2 separate regions of the Mus musculus genome follow, and region 2 is linked to region 1. The links are chromatin contacts, called in public Micro-C maps. All regions are on one chromosome and are shown on one strand. The core of a region is the stretch at or near the end of the contact, and the rest is flanking DNA. Distances in the headings are between cores, read along the strand shown.

Region 1 (6,695 bases), core at 1,009-3,508:
GCGCGCACCCAACGCACTGTGGTTCTTTCCTGCAGTCACTCGCTCCCGAAGCATCTTCTCCTGCTTGCTGGGTCTTACTCACAGATCACACTGCTAGGAGATCTAGGGTGAAGTCATCTACCTTCACCGGCTCCGTGTGTCCATCCATAGTCTGCATCCCTGGCTATTTTAGCTAGAGAAGAAGAACTAGGCCTGACTGCAAGGCCCCTAGCTCAGGATGGCTAAGAAAGTACCACCCAACCTCCCAGCTACTAAGAAGCAACACAGATATAAATGAAATCCTTTCAGAATGATACAAATCAAAGTTTCTCTTTTAAAAATGAAACCTGAGAAAGCCACAAACCTTAGAGTACTCTTCACTTGTAAACAAGCAGCAAGTGTATAAAATGTTCCCATAATCTCTAAAGTGCTACAGAATAATTTTTAAAAGATACAAGTTATATATATATATCTTACTGAGTTGGACTACCAGCAAGCATAACACACACCTCCTCCCATCTTCCCTCCTCCAGACTGCCCCATACAAATTTCTCACTATTAAAAGAAACAGAAAATTAAAAAATTTCAAAGAAGTTGAACTTACAGTAGCCAAACATATTGAAAAAAAGTAGGAACTACAATTAATGTCTGTCCTGTGCGATGCCACTGCAACCTGCAGCCAGCTTTGCCCAGTGAATGCGCGAGCTTGCAACTGCAAAAACACTGGATTCATTACCCATCTGAATGCAAAACGTAAGCATGCATTGAGTTCTTAAAGCTGACCAAAGTTTTTTTTTTTTTTTTTTAAATGTGTATGTTTTACTTCAACAGTGCCAGCATTTTCAATTGCCATGTAAACAAAGACAACTCTAGGGAAAGTTAGGGCTACTGAACTGCCATCCCCCAACAAATTAGTAGAGCGAGGTCCATGTCCACAGAGCTGTCCTACCTCAGGCTCTACATCATTTTCTTTGGTTCTAATTCCAACAAGAGTTTCAGTGCGGTTTACGCTCTTTGAAACACAATGGTTAGAATACTTTTTCTAATTATAGTTTTGAACTTGGCAGTTATTTTTCAATTAAATGAGAGCACAATTCAAAGTTTTTTTGTTTTTTTTTGTTTTTTGTTTTTTTTTTTTTCAGATGCCTAAACAATCTCCCTGGAGCTAGCAATGGAGTCGTCATATTTGCCTTCTCCTTGAGATCTGAAGGAATTCAATTTCTTTTCTTGTGGCATATAAAATATAATTTTGAAGTCAATTACAAGAAGAAGTAATCTATGTTCTTCGAAATTGACTGGTTCACTAATTTGACTATAAGATATGTTTAATGATTGCCAGGAGATAAACTTTAACTATAAACCGCTAAATATATTTGTAAGAAAAGTGTTCCATCTCATGCCACATGAATATGAAGCATATCCAAATTAAACATCAAAAGTTGTGCTTAATAAAAAAAAAATCTCACACATCGATTAAATGATGCAGAAGCTCAAGCCAGCTGCAGTCTGTGCATTATAGCCAGATCAGAAGGATCGGTAAATGCCGTTGTAAATTGTAATTTGTATGCAGTATTTAAGCAGAGGGTGGAGTTTGATGAAGAAATAAAACGAGTATCAAGCTTTAAAAATGACACTACTATGAAAGCAGGGTTCAGTCACAAACTTTCCTTTCAAAGTATAGGGGTGAAAACAAGGCCACAGCTCGGGAGGAGGCGGCCCCAGATCCCTGAAGAGGAGAGGGAGCCAGTGAACAGGCCAGAAGCCCCCCTTCCCCCCTAATTAGACCTACAAGTGCAATAAATCTCACTCCTCTTTTTCCAAGCTAAGCTTCCTAAAGGATGGTGGCAGCAATGAATCTATGGTTCAGGGTCCTCCAGCCCCAGTCCTCTCCCATTATAAATAAAAGGTACGATGAGGCAGAGGAGAAAGTAGAATGGGAAAAACAAAAAAAACCAAAAAACAAAAACACACACGGAGAGAAACGGTTTTCTGCAGAAAATCATCACCCCTCCCAAGTTCATGCTAGCACAGCCCCAAGCATCCTCACACACAAGCGGGAACGAGACACACACGGAGCACATCCAACAGAGGAAGGGAGGGATTTTTAAGCTACAGCTCACGATCCCAGGGACACAATCTTGAGCAGGCAGCGGGCGGGGTGGAGGAGCCGGGGAGAGGAGCGCAGGGCGGGAGGGGGAGGCAGCGGCAGCGAGCTGGGGGGGGGGGGACGCTGGGGGAGGAAAGCAGCGAAGACTGGGAAGCCCGGACCGGCTGGGACCACAGAAGCCCCATCCCCACAGCCACAGGCACCAAGGCGAGAGAGAAAGAAAGAGCAGGGAGGCGGGCGAAGCGCAGGGAGAGAAGCAGAGAAGAAATATTCACCTTCCCGCCTCATGCCCACTTTGAGGCACTTCTTGAGGCGGCAGTATTGGCACTGGTTGCGGTGGTGCTGGTCGATGGGACAGTTCCTGTTGGCACGGCATGTGTAAGTTAAGTTCCTGCGGACGCTCCTCTTGAAGAAACTTTTGCAGCCCTCGCAGGTGAATTGGCCGTAGTGCTTGCCGCTCGACTTGTCCCCGCACACCACGCACTCGATGTGCTGCTGGCTCTGGCCTGAACCGGGCGGGCCCTGGCCCTTGTCCCCTGCCGTGCCGGGGGTGGCGGGCGCTCCGGGCTGGCCCGGGGTCTGCGGCGTGTGCGGCGCGCCGGAGCCCGCCTGCTGCTGCTCGCCGCCGCCGCCGCCGCGGGCTGCCTGCGCTGCGGGGTTGGGGCCGCCGGGGTTGCCCCCGGCCACGTCGTCCTGCGGATCTCGCCAGCTGCTAACTACCATTGCCATATCTTTGGGCCCAGGGAGCGCTGGGGGGAGCCGAGCTGCTCGCCGAGGGCCGCGGGGCGCGCGGGCGCGCTGGGAGGGGAAGGGGAAGGGGAAGGGGGGAGGGGGAGGGGGCGGGGGGCCCACCGGGCGCCCCGGGGTCGCCGGAGCCGAGCCCGAGCCGGGCACCGGCCTCTGCCTGCGCCGCCGCCGCCGCCGCCGCCGTTACTGCCTCAGCCGCCCCGCTGCTGCTGCGCGCCCGCCCGCCCTGCTGGCGTTTTGTTGTGGTTCCTGCTGTTTTCTTTCTCTCTTTTTGCAGCCCCCCCAGGCTCTCAGGCTCCCCCCCCCCAACACCCCTGCTCCCCTCGCCCGCTCCCCCCGCACTCCGTTCCTGGGGGGGCCTCTCTCTCTCTCCCCCCTCCCCACCCCCCAGCGAGCGAGCTCCCTTCTCTCGCTTTTTTCTTCTTCCCCAACTTGCAAAATCAGAAATGGCACAGGCGGCAGCCGGGAGCGGCGCGGGGCGCAGCGCCGGGGGCGGCGGGCATGGGCCACGGCGCGCGCACACTCTCGCCCTCCGCCTCGCCCGCACCCCCGCGCACACACACACTCGCACACACACTCGCTCACCCGCGCCGGGCGCCCGCCCGCCCGCCCGCCCGCCCGCTGGCCGCTGGCCGCTGGGGCTACGCGCAGAGCGCGGGCTGAGCCGACATAGAGGAAGCGGCGAGGGCGGCGGCGGCCGCGGAGGAGGAGGTCGCGGCTGCAGACGCTGCTGGAGGAGCTGGCCGCCGCTGCGTGCTCCGCTGGAGGAGCCCGGGCCCGGGCGGGAGTCCGAGCCGGAGTCGGGGCCGCAGCCCGAGAGCGAGCCGAGGCCGGTGCTGCCCGTGCCGCCGCCGCTGTCCTGGCGGGAGCCCTCGCCCGGTTTCAAGAGTGCGGGGAGCTGGGAGAGTCGAGCAGGATCGGGACGAAGCTGCCGGCGAGGATCAGGGCGCTCGGGTGTCTGGGGGCCAGGTCCAGGGCCGGACGCAGCCAGCCATTCAGGAAGGCAGCGCTGGAGAGCGGGAGGCAGCCGGCGAGGAAGATCACACACTTTGCTCTTTTTGTTGTGCGGGTGGCGCCGGGTTCTCTCTGCCTTCTTCTTTCGGGAGGTGACGGAAGGGGGAGAAAAATACGAGATAATTCACGCCAGCGACGAATTCACAGCGAAATAGGAAAAAAATAAAAATCAGAAGAAAATGCTTGAGAAAATAAGGAAAAAGAGAAAGCGAGAGAGACATCCAAAGTAGGTCGAATAAATAATCCTCTTCTTTTCCTCTTTCTTGCTTCTTCTGCTTCTTCTGCTATAACACACAGAGCTAGTTAAAAAACCCTGGAGATCGCCCAAAAATGTTCTTTTTTTAGTATTTTAAATAAGTGCTCTTCAGCTGGGAACCAACACCCTCCCTCCAAAAAAAATCATATATATATATATATATATACATACATATATATATATAATAACGATAAGAAGAATACTGAGGGGTGCCTCCTCCTCCTTTTTTTTTCAAGTTTAGTCTTCTCTCTTCTAGAGGAAAGGAGTGAAAGAGAAAAGGAGGGAGAGAAAGAGGAAGGGCGACAACTAGTAGAATATGTAAGGAAAAGAAAGGGGGAGAGATAGGGCAAGAGGAGAGTGGGTGAGAGAAAGGAGAGGAGGGAGAGAGGGGCGAGAGGAGAGGAGAGGAGAGGAGAGGAGAGGAGAGGAGAGGAGAGGAGAGGAGAGGAGAGGAGAGGAGAGGAGAGGAGAGGAGAGGGACCAAAAAATTGAATGCGTTTAAACGGGAGGACACTCAGAGCAATGTTTCCGAAAGGGGGATCTGCGCGAATGTCTGTATATAGTGAACTTTGACACTACTATTGAAACTGACACGTTTCTATGGAGATCTCTGCCTTATATGGAGCTCGTGTCAAGGAGCCAAGAGAAGGGCTGCTGGCAACTGATAATCAAAGGCGACTGACTGGTCAGAGCCCTGAATGGGGGGTGGGGGGGGGGAGAGAAAATGGGAGGCTAAGGTTAGCCAAGCCTCCTTCACGCCATTGGTTGGAAAGTCCTTTTCCCCTCCCCCCAGCTACCTACAGTCTGGGATGTCGAGGGGAGGAGAAGAGAAAGTGAGGGGGGGGGTGCTTCTGACAAGCATAATTTACATTGAGATCGCCCTGCGCTGCTATTTACTCTGAGACCTGATTAGTATGGGTCGTGTATGGTCACACACACACACACACACACACACACACACACACACACACGAGGGGAAAGGGATGATGAGGGGAGAACGCGTTGTGATGGGAAAAAACGAGGAGAAAGAAATTACTGTATATCTTATGAAAACTTTTCAGAATTAGGTTTTATGAGCGTAAGGAGTGGCACTGAAAACGTTAAGAAAAAAATTAATGAGGAAAAAAACTCCATCATTTTAATGATTTGTGAAGTCTACTTGGTTTAGAATCTTAGTTCACATTCAATATAATCTTAGTCTGTATCCCGCTCATTTTATATAATTATGAAAAGCCTCCTCATTTAAAAATCTGAAGTATATCATAGTTTCGGAGGCGTAATTACGACAAAGCACACACATGAAACTGCAGCTACTGCCACAAATTCGATCCGAATCGATGATTCCTATTCATCCCAAAGATGATCTTAAAATAAACTTTCCAATCAATCCTCTTTTTCCTTTTTCATCATTTTTATTCCCAGGATGCTCAAACTCCAAACAATGCTTCAATGATTATTAATAAAGCATTTGTAACTCCTCATATTGTTGTGGGGCGGCTGTTAGTGCGGACAAGTCAGTCACAGGAAAAGAGCAAACGAACGAACGAGAAGACGGGGAAGAGGGAGAGGGGAGGAGGGGAGGGGACGAGAAGTGGGAAACGGAGGGGGAGGGGGAGGGGGAGAGGAGGAGGAGGAGGAGGAGGAGGAAGAGACTGAGTCTCTCACTCGCTGTGTGGTGGTGGTGGTGGTGGTGGTGGTGGTGGTGGTGGTGGTGGTGGTGGTGGTGGTGTGTGTGTGTGTGTGTGTGTGTGTGTGTGTGTGTGTGTTGGGGTGTGTGTGACTGAGACCCCATTCCCGAAGGTGATTGGTCGCAAAAGGAGGGGTAGGCAGGAGGAGCGGGTCCCGCCGCGGGCCTTGCAGGAATCGCTAGGTCGGCCTGCCACCTAGCGGACGGGAGCCGCTCTCAGGCGGCACGCAGCCGAGTCCCTCCTCCCCTCCTCATTGGCAACCAGTGCCTTTTCTCCAAACCAAGACAGCACTTTGAAAATTCTTTCAATGGAATTTTTTTTTCCTTGAAAGATGGTACTGGGGAAAACGATACTTCTATTAGTTACATATTCTCCAATCCCACACTCGCAACCCCCCTCGTTTTAAGATCGCTCTCATCCGCAGGCTCAGGCAGGCACAGGGCGGCAGAGTGACAAAGCCACGGCTGCCTCCACCCGAAGTGGGAGTGGGAGTGAGAGTCCCTCTTACCAGCCCTCAACTAGGGAGAGCGTAAAAGTTTGTCTCAAGCGTTCCGAGCGCCCCAAGGTAAAGGTGGAAGTAAATGGCCAAGTTGTATGGAAAGAGGTAGGGTTTGGCTATTAATACTGGTTCCCACTTTAAATCTCACTAGTGAGGGCTTTAGAAAGCGCTGAGTGTTTGGGGCACGCTTTGCGCTTTTTGGTCTCTGGGATCTACCACTTAGTGGCCAGTGATATATATTTTTTTTAAAGAGCAGAATAAAGACTTTCTTATGTATGCCCTTCTATTTGGAATAATGGAGACTGCATTCTGCGTGCTGCGGCCCATTGTACGCAGATGATGGAGAGGCGGGACATGGGGTGGCAGGGGCTCCTGGCCTTAGCCTCTCAGCCCTAATATTCGTGA
Region 2 (6,651 bases), core at 4,050-6,549, about 17 Mb after region 1:
CTCTGAGCGGCAGTGGGCAGAAGGGGAAGACTAGAGAAAGAAGCAAGCTAGGGTCTTGGCGGTTCAGCTCTTGAAGAATCACGCAGGGGGACTGTCTGGAAGATCTGCTTTTAGTTTGCAAAAGCAAACGTGTGCAAACGTATTCAAAGAAAAACTATCTATCTATCCATCCATCAATCCACCATCCATCCATCACTTCCTGTATTGCCTCAAGCTCCCGGGTTATGACATTAGTTTGAGCCAGGTTTCTTGCTTCTGAGCGCCACTGGCAAACGCGGGCCCTGTAGGTGACCAAGCAATGGACCTGCAGTGCACTGCTCACAAAAGCGCATACACAAGTGCACAGGTCATGTATGAAACCCTGCTCTCAGTGTTGGAAGAAGAAAAAAGAATATTGAGAGCTTGGGTCTGTAGTCAAGGTTTTTGTTTTTGTTTTCCTTTAGATTAAGTCGGCTCTGTTTGGAGACAATACAGGCTAAGTGCGTCTTGACCTCAGGTCTCTCAGCTCCGGAGTTACGGAGGTCTTGAGGTTTGAGCTAGGCCCGTGCCTGTTTGACTAAGAATTACAGATGCTTCTCTCTGCCCTGAAGAGGCCCCACCAGAAGAGGAAGGAGTTTTTGCAGTGGACCGGCAGGGGCATTCAACCGAATCCTCCTTGGCTGTGGTCTCTGGCTGGCGACTCCTAGAGTTATCTCAGGCAGAGGAGTGTGGAAGCGCCCTTTGCTCTCTCAGCTCCTGTTCTACCTACCCACTCCGGTGAACGAGCCGCCGCTGGAGCAGTCTGAAATTCCGGGATGGTCATGTGATTGAAGGACCCTTACCAGAACAGGATGGACACTGAGATTTGGGGAAGCACCACTTCGGGCTTTTGAGGTTGATCTGAGAAATCCTGGTCACCATTGTTGCAAATGTTTTGGGTCTGGTTCTCCCTCCCTGCATTCCCCCCCCCCCCCCCGCACCTCCTTTGCGTCCCCTCCCTGCGTTTTAATCTTTTCTTCCATTCTGAAGTGCGCCTGAGCGATGCGATCTGATGTACAGTTGCTTTTGGGTTATTGCATATCTGGAAAAGTAAACAGGAGTGTTCAAGTCACTTGATTTGTTTTCAGTAAGCAAATAATACCCCAAAGCATGGCTGTAATTTACCACGAATTAAAATTGATTCTTTTCATCAGGCAAGAAAATAGGAAAATGTGAGATCGTTAATTATTGAGGGAGGCGCTTCTCATTAAAGGGAACAATGTTACAATTCAGCATCTAATAGCAGGAATGTGAATAATAACGCGCCATATTTCAGCCCACTGTCTGCACAGAAAAGAGCTGTTTACAAACAACACAAGCAGCTTACAGTTACATTTAACAAACACCCGAGATTTTTGTAAGTGGAAAAAGCAATTAGGGCTCTGGGCATACTACCCAATTCTTCCTGGAGAACCCTCTATATATTTTTATTTTCCCTGTCTCTGTCTGGACAAAGGATTTGCAATGATAGCAGAAACACAATTAGAGAGAAAAATCAGAATCTTAAACCTAATCTGCATAAATCCATCTTTCGGGTTTGTTGCCGGTGGGTCTCTCCCTCCCATCTTCTTCCCCTGCCTGGTCCAGCTACACCTTATTTCTAAGACTTGTTCCGAATTGGATGTCAAACAGAGTGGAGCGGCATTGTTTGTATAATGGGTGTACTTATAATTTACATAGCTATAAGATTTTTTTTAAACAAACACCTCTCCTCCAAAGTCGACTTCTCATGGAACTACCAAGTTCTCCTTGGTCTGGGGCTCCTGCCAAGGGAGCCAGGAGCCAGTTCCCTGGCCTTTAAAGGCCCTTTGTGCTTTCTTTAAAAGGAGGGGGGTAGGAAGAAGAAGAAGAAGAAAAAAAAGACTTCCCGGTGCATCGTCCCTTGGCAGGCTCTTGTACAAAATTCAATCTCTATTTTTTATGAGAAGTAAACTGTCTAAATAAATTTTATTAGGGGCAACCAATATATTTTCTGGTAGTTCCCTTTGTTCCACTTCTACGTGTGTGTAACAATCTAAAACCTATTTATTGAGGAAAAATCACTGGATCCGTCATAGAAAATCCTTTTACTTTGCTTTGAAGTGATTTCTGAAGACATTCTTGTCATTCCGAAGATTTGGGGGCCATTGCGCTAAAGCCTCGCCTTGTTAGGGACTTCAGTTCCCATGATCATGTGGGAAATGCTTTGAATTATCAACAGCAATGGGCCTGACCGGCACTTTCCCGGCTGCCCCAGGAACGTGGGAAGATGATGGCGAATAAAACTCTGGTAAATACATCTCACACGCTGCCCAGGTGGATTCAGACATTGGCCAAACCGAGTTGCAGAGCGAGAACAGGGAGTGGGGGCGTGGGGGCAACCACTTCACACACGGACTCTCTTTGCTTCCCTGCCACGCCTGCTGGCTGCCAGGTCCCGGCTCCAGCTCGCTCCCTCCCCACCGCGACGCCCCCAAGCTGCCCCGTCACCCCCTCCCATTCTCAGATTTCCCTTTTTCTTTTTTCCTCTTTCCTCCCTCCCTCCCTTCTCTGAGGTGCTTGTGCTCTGAAGTCTTGGAAGAAATGATTTAGTTTGTTTACACTGCTATAAAAATCAAGACCAATAGAAAAGTCATAAAATGAAGCGGGCTATCAATCACGCTGCAACATTGTTATTCAGTGGTTACTAACAGAGATGGATAATCCTTTGATTTTGTCCCATTGTTATTACTCTGATGTGTCTTCACATTAACTATTACACATTTATTTATCGACCTGAAAGATACAACAAAGCAGAATATACGAGCGAGTACATGTGAGGACGCCAGGCAAGGAAGGCAGCAGATACAGGGCTGCTGCGGGAGCGGGCACCAGCGCTTGTGAGCACACACTTGTAAGCTCGCGCCTGTTCTCTTCCCAGGTGACCTCTCAAGTCTCTCACTTAAGCAGCCAGGTCACCGCAGGACCGGACTTCTTAGACTCTTCTACCGAGCAGGCGACCGCTATTCCACCTTCTGTACTCCACCTTCTGGTTCCTTCTTTAGCCACTTGACTACACCTCTACCTGCCTTTCAGGCCTGAATACCCAGAAAACCCCTCCTTGGTAGTTTGAAACCCGGGGGCAGTCCCAGGTGCGTGCTCTTGTGCCAGGTCCAGAGCGTACAGTCCCGCCCTGGAAGGCTGAACTGTCCCCTCCTGCTGATCGCGGCCGAGTTGTCAAAATGGGGAGTGGGAGGTGTATAGAGAAAATCAAGCTGCTACCAGAGGGGCTCGGTTTGCTTTAGGGCTTGGGATTTCCCTTTCAGGAAAAACCGTTCTGGATAGCACACCAGGCGCTGGCCGAAAGCCCCCGAGGCTCCCAGGCGTGCTAGAGTCGCCTAGGCTCCTCCTAGAGCGCACCCCCGGCTTCGCGGCGCCCAGCTCCTGCTAGGCCCGGTTGGTACCCGCTGCCCGGCGGCCACTGCAGCCCCGCCAGGTCCCGAGCTGCGGAGTGAGCGTTCTCCGGCGCTCTGCGACACCCACGTAGCCCAGACCCTGCACTCACAAGCGAGTGTGCCCCGGTGCAGACGCGCGCACCCGGGTTGGGCACCGCAGGACTTTGAAAAGGGCTGAGGACGAGGAGGAAACAAAACTGCCCCAGAGTTGCTTCGCCGCCTCCTTTGTCTCCTTGCTCTTCCCTGTCACACACAGAGTAAAGGACACAGACACACACACACACACACACACACACACACACACACACACACCCTCGCATCTGCTCTCGGGCAGCATTTTCAATGTTTTGTGTAAGTCAATTGGGCGACGAACAAAAAAAGCCATTTGTTCGGTATTATTTAAAACAGACTTCAGAGGGCCACCCTTTGTGGAAGCTTTATTTGCACTAAATGAATAATCTTAATTGCATCACCCTCGAATTAAAAATCAATGTTAATCAAGTTGGGAGCAGTAAATATCAGTTTTCATTTTGCCTTGGGTAGAGGGCATTTTTCTTGTGTTGCAAATAAAAATACAAGTCAAATAACTTTAAAGGGGCATCATGTTCTGCTGCAAATACAATTGAAACGGATTGTTTGGGAGCAGATCAGAAACGGTACAGAATTTTGCACTTAATTTCCTCAGTTATCATTTACAATAAGAACCTCTGGGCTTGGCAGCCAAGTCTAAACAGTAGTAAATTAGTACAAATTTATACTGATTTTACTCTAATAATCGTAATAAAAGCTTATAGATTTGGCACTAATTACATAAATGCCTAATGATCTTGAAAATTACTCTGGTTAGAAATATATTACTAATCTAAACTTTGTTGTTGGCTGGCTCTGAAAAATCAGAACATTAGAAATGGTTCGCTTCACTTGTGCAAAAGCACTTTAAATTGTTCAAGTAGTTTAACACATCCAAGAGGAAAATAAAGAGCGGTTAACTTTATTTACTGCCTTAAGTGGCTTTGGTCGTCTAGCTGAACTTAGAAACTTTGACCGAAAGAGCAGGTTGGGACCTGGGTGAGAGTGTAGGCCTATCGGGCAGGTGGCCCTGGAACGCAGCTTCTGGAGTTCTGGAGGAAGGCTCACTTCATGAAGTCTCCCCCTCCCCCAAAGCGGACAGGGGACCTTGGCGGGGTGGTGGTGGGGGGGCAACTTCCTCTTTATTTTCTAGGCTTGCAATGGGATTGGGGCTCAGTAGGCCAGAGTCTGGGTCTCTAGAGAAGGCCTGCAGAACAGTGGCAGAAATTTAGGGTCGTTCTAGAGATGGTAGCTTGGCTGCCTGGTGAGCTAGGGCTTTGACTACCGCGGTCCAGTGTCCCCTAGCTGGCACGAGCAGGGGCAGCGGGGGCGCGGGTGCGGTGGGATGTGTGTGGGCTGGGGGTGGCGACTCTCAGGTCATGCAGAGGTCATGTCCTGCTTTGGTGTCTGAACTGCCCCCGTTCCAGGGACACCCTAGCTCTGATACACAGAGCCTGTGAAGCGAGCAAGGCAGGACAAGGAAAGGGGAGATGTGCCCGGAGAAAATCTCTGGGAAGAACTGACCGAGGCTCGGCCCAGAGGCCCAGGGCGAGGCCAAGGTGGCCGCTGCTGCTTTAGCGGCTGCTGGAGGCTGGAGCTGCCTGGGCTGCGGCCGCCGCCTCCTCCCGGCAGGCGCAGGCGGGCGGGCGGGCGGAGTGGGGGACTCTCCGGGCGCTGACATTTGCAGGCTGCCCTCCTGATTGGTCCCCTCGCCGAGCTGCTCACGGGTTCATTCATCTGTTAAGCACCTCCCCGTCTCTCTAAAGGACATTATAATGCAAGAAGCCCCCTTTTTAACCACAAACCGAATTTTCTTTCATTTAGGTGATCTATATATATCTATATCGTATAGCTTATAGCTTATATCTATTTTAAATAACTTAAAGCCGCTAAAATTTGGGGGGGAACAGCTTTCGCCCTGGAGCGGTGCGCGATGCTGTCTCACGCCGACCTCCTGGACGCCAGGCTAGGTGAGTGAGCGCCTCTCACCCGGGCAGCCAGGAGAAGCCGGGGCAGGAAATTGTCAATTTGTTCCTTATTTTACCTTAATGCGCCCTAAATGGACTAATTTCTTTAAAAGTAATTGTGCTGTATTAAAGTTTAATTTGATTTAACATCGTCTTAAAAAAAATCTATGGAATATGTAGATTCCAAAACAAAACGGAGTTGGGGATGCTGACACCTTTTTGTTTTTCTTATTTTTTTCTTTCTCTCTCCCCTTCATTATTAATATTATTATTTTTGGAAGGAGTTCTAGCCCGCGATAATTTGTTTGGAGGTGTTTCTCTCTTTTTCCACTCTTGTTTGCTTTGATTTGGAATTTCTTTCATCCCTTTTTCCCCTTCTTCCTTTCTATCATCACCTTCTCCTCTAAGTGTGCTTAAATTTGTTTTCTTTTTTTAAAAAAAAATCTTCTCCTTTGTGAAGGAGAAGCCGCTGTATGAAGGTGGATTTGCTAAGTGTGCTGGTTGAGAAGAAAAGCCCAACTCATCCTCTCGGGCATCCCTGCCTTCTACAAGGGACTCGGTGTTACCAGTGACGGGGAGGGACGAGCCGTTTATTTCTCGGGAGAGAAAAGTTGAATTCTCTAAAGTTTGATTCACTGTTATGGCTATAGAGTTTACTTAAATTTCTTTGAAGCTATCTGGGTTACCAAGTTCTGGGCTTCAGGCTTGGGGAGCTTTAGTGATGGATGTGACTCCGTTTCCCAAACACTTTCTCTGATTTGAGGGGGAGGCGGAGCTGATTTGGGCTTATTTTGAGAGGTGGAAGGCTTGGAGACATATTCATCTTCCGAAAGTCAGAGGGAATTGGCCAGAGTTCATTTAGCGCCTTTGCTCAGGAGGAGCAGCCTCCAAAGGCTCTCTCTTGATTTCTTTTTCTCCCGCACCACCCGACTAAGAATTTTCTCAAGGTTTCCTGGGACACCAGGGTTACAGTTAGTGAAAGGACTCGGGTGTGTTTCATTGTCAGGCCTGGGAGTGGTTTTTTTGTTTTTGTTTTTGTTTTGTTTTTTGTTTTGTTTTGTGGGAGACACGAAGGCCGGAGCTGTGAAGCACCAGAGCGGGCTGTGGAGAGAAGGAGGCCAGGAGATGCTATTTCAACCTAGCTGTCCAATTCCTGGGAAACCGGGCTGAGGACCAGGCAGTTT

The links. A called contact is a pair of places that touch in the nucleus more often than the background predicts.
Region 2: a Micro-C map of embryonic stem cells shows a contact between it and region 1, with 24 times the contacts expected there. The contact joins the promoter of Otp here to the promoter of A830082K12Rik in region 1. A contact is called at or near these places in 1 of 39 promoter capture datasets (cranial neural crest) and 1 of 484 Hi-C or Micro-C datasets (embryonic stem cells).

What each region holds. Positions count from the first base shown.
Region 1 is chr13:78,195,759-78,202,453 of GRCm38.p6, forward strand. A830082K12Rik (RIKEN cDNA A830082K12 gene) reads left to right here and starts at 2,259. Exons shown (of 3, transcript NR_045195.1): 1 at 2,259-2,464. It overlaps Nr2f1 (nuclear receptor subfamily 2, group F, member 1), which reads right to left and starts at 3,115. Exons shown (of 3, transcript NM_010151.3): 1 at 2,362-3,115. The coding sequence starts at 2,815.
Region 2 is chr13:94,870,337-94,876,987 of GRCm38.p6, forward strand. It overlaps Otp (orthopedia homeobox), which reads left to right and starts at 5,300. Exons shown (of 3, transcript NM_011021.4): 1 at 5,300-5,470. The coding sequence starts at 5,434.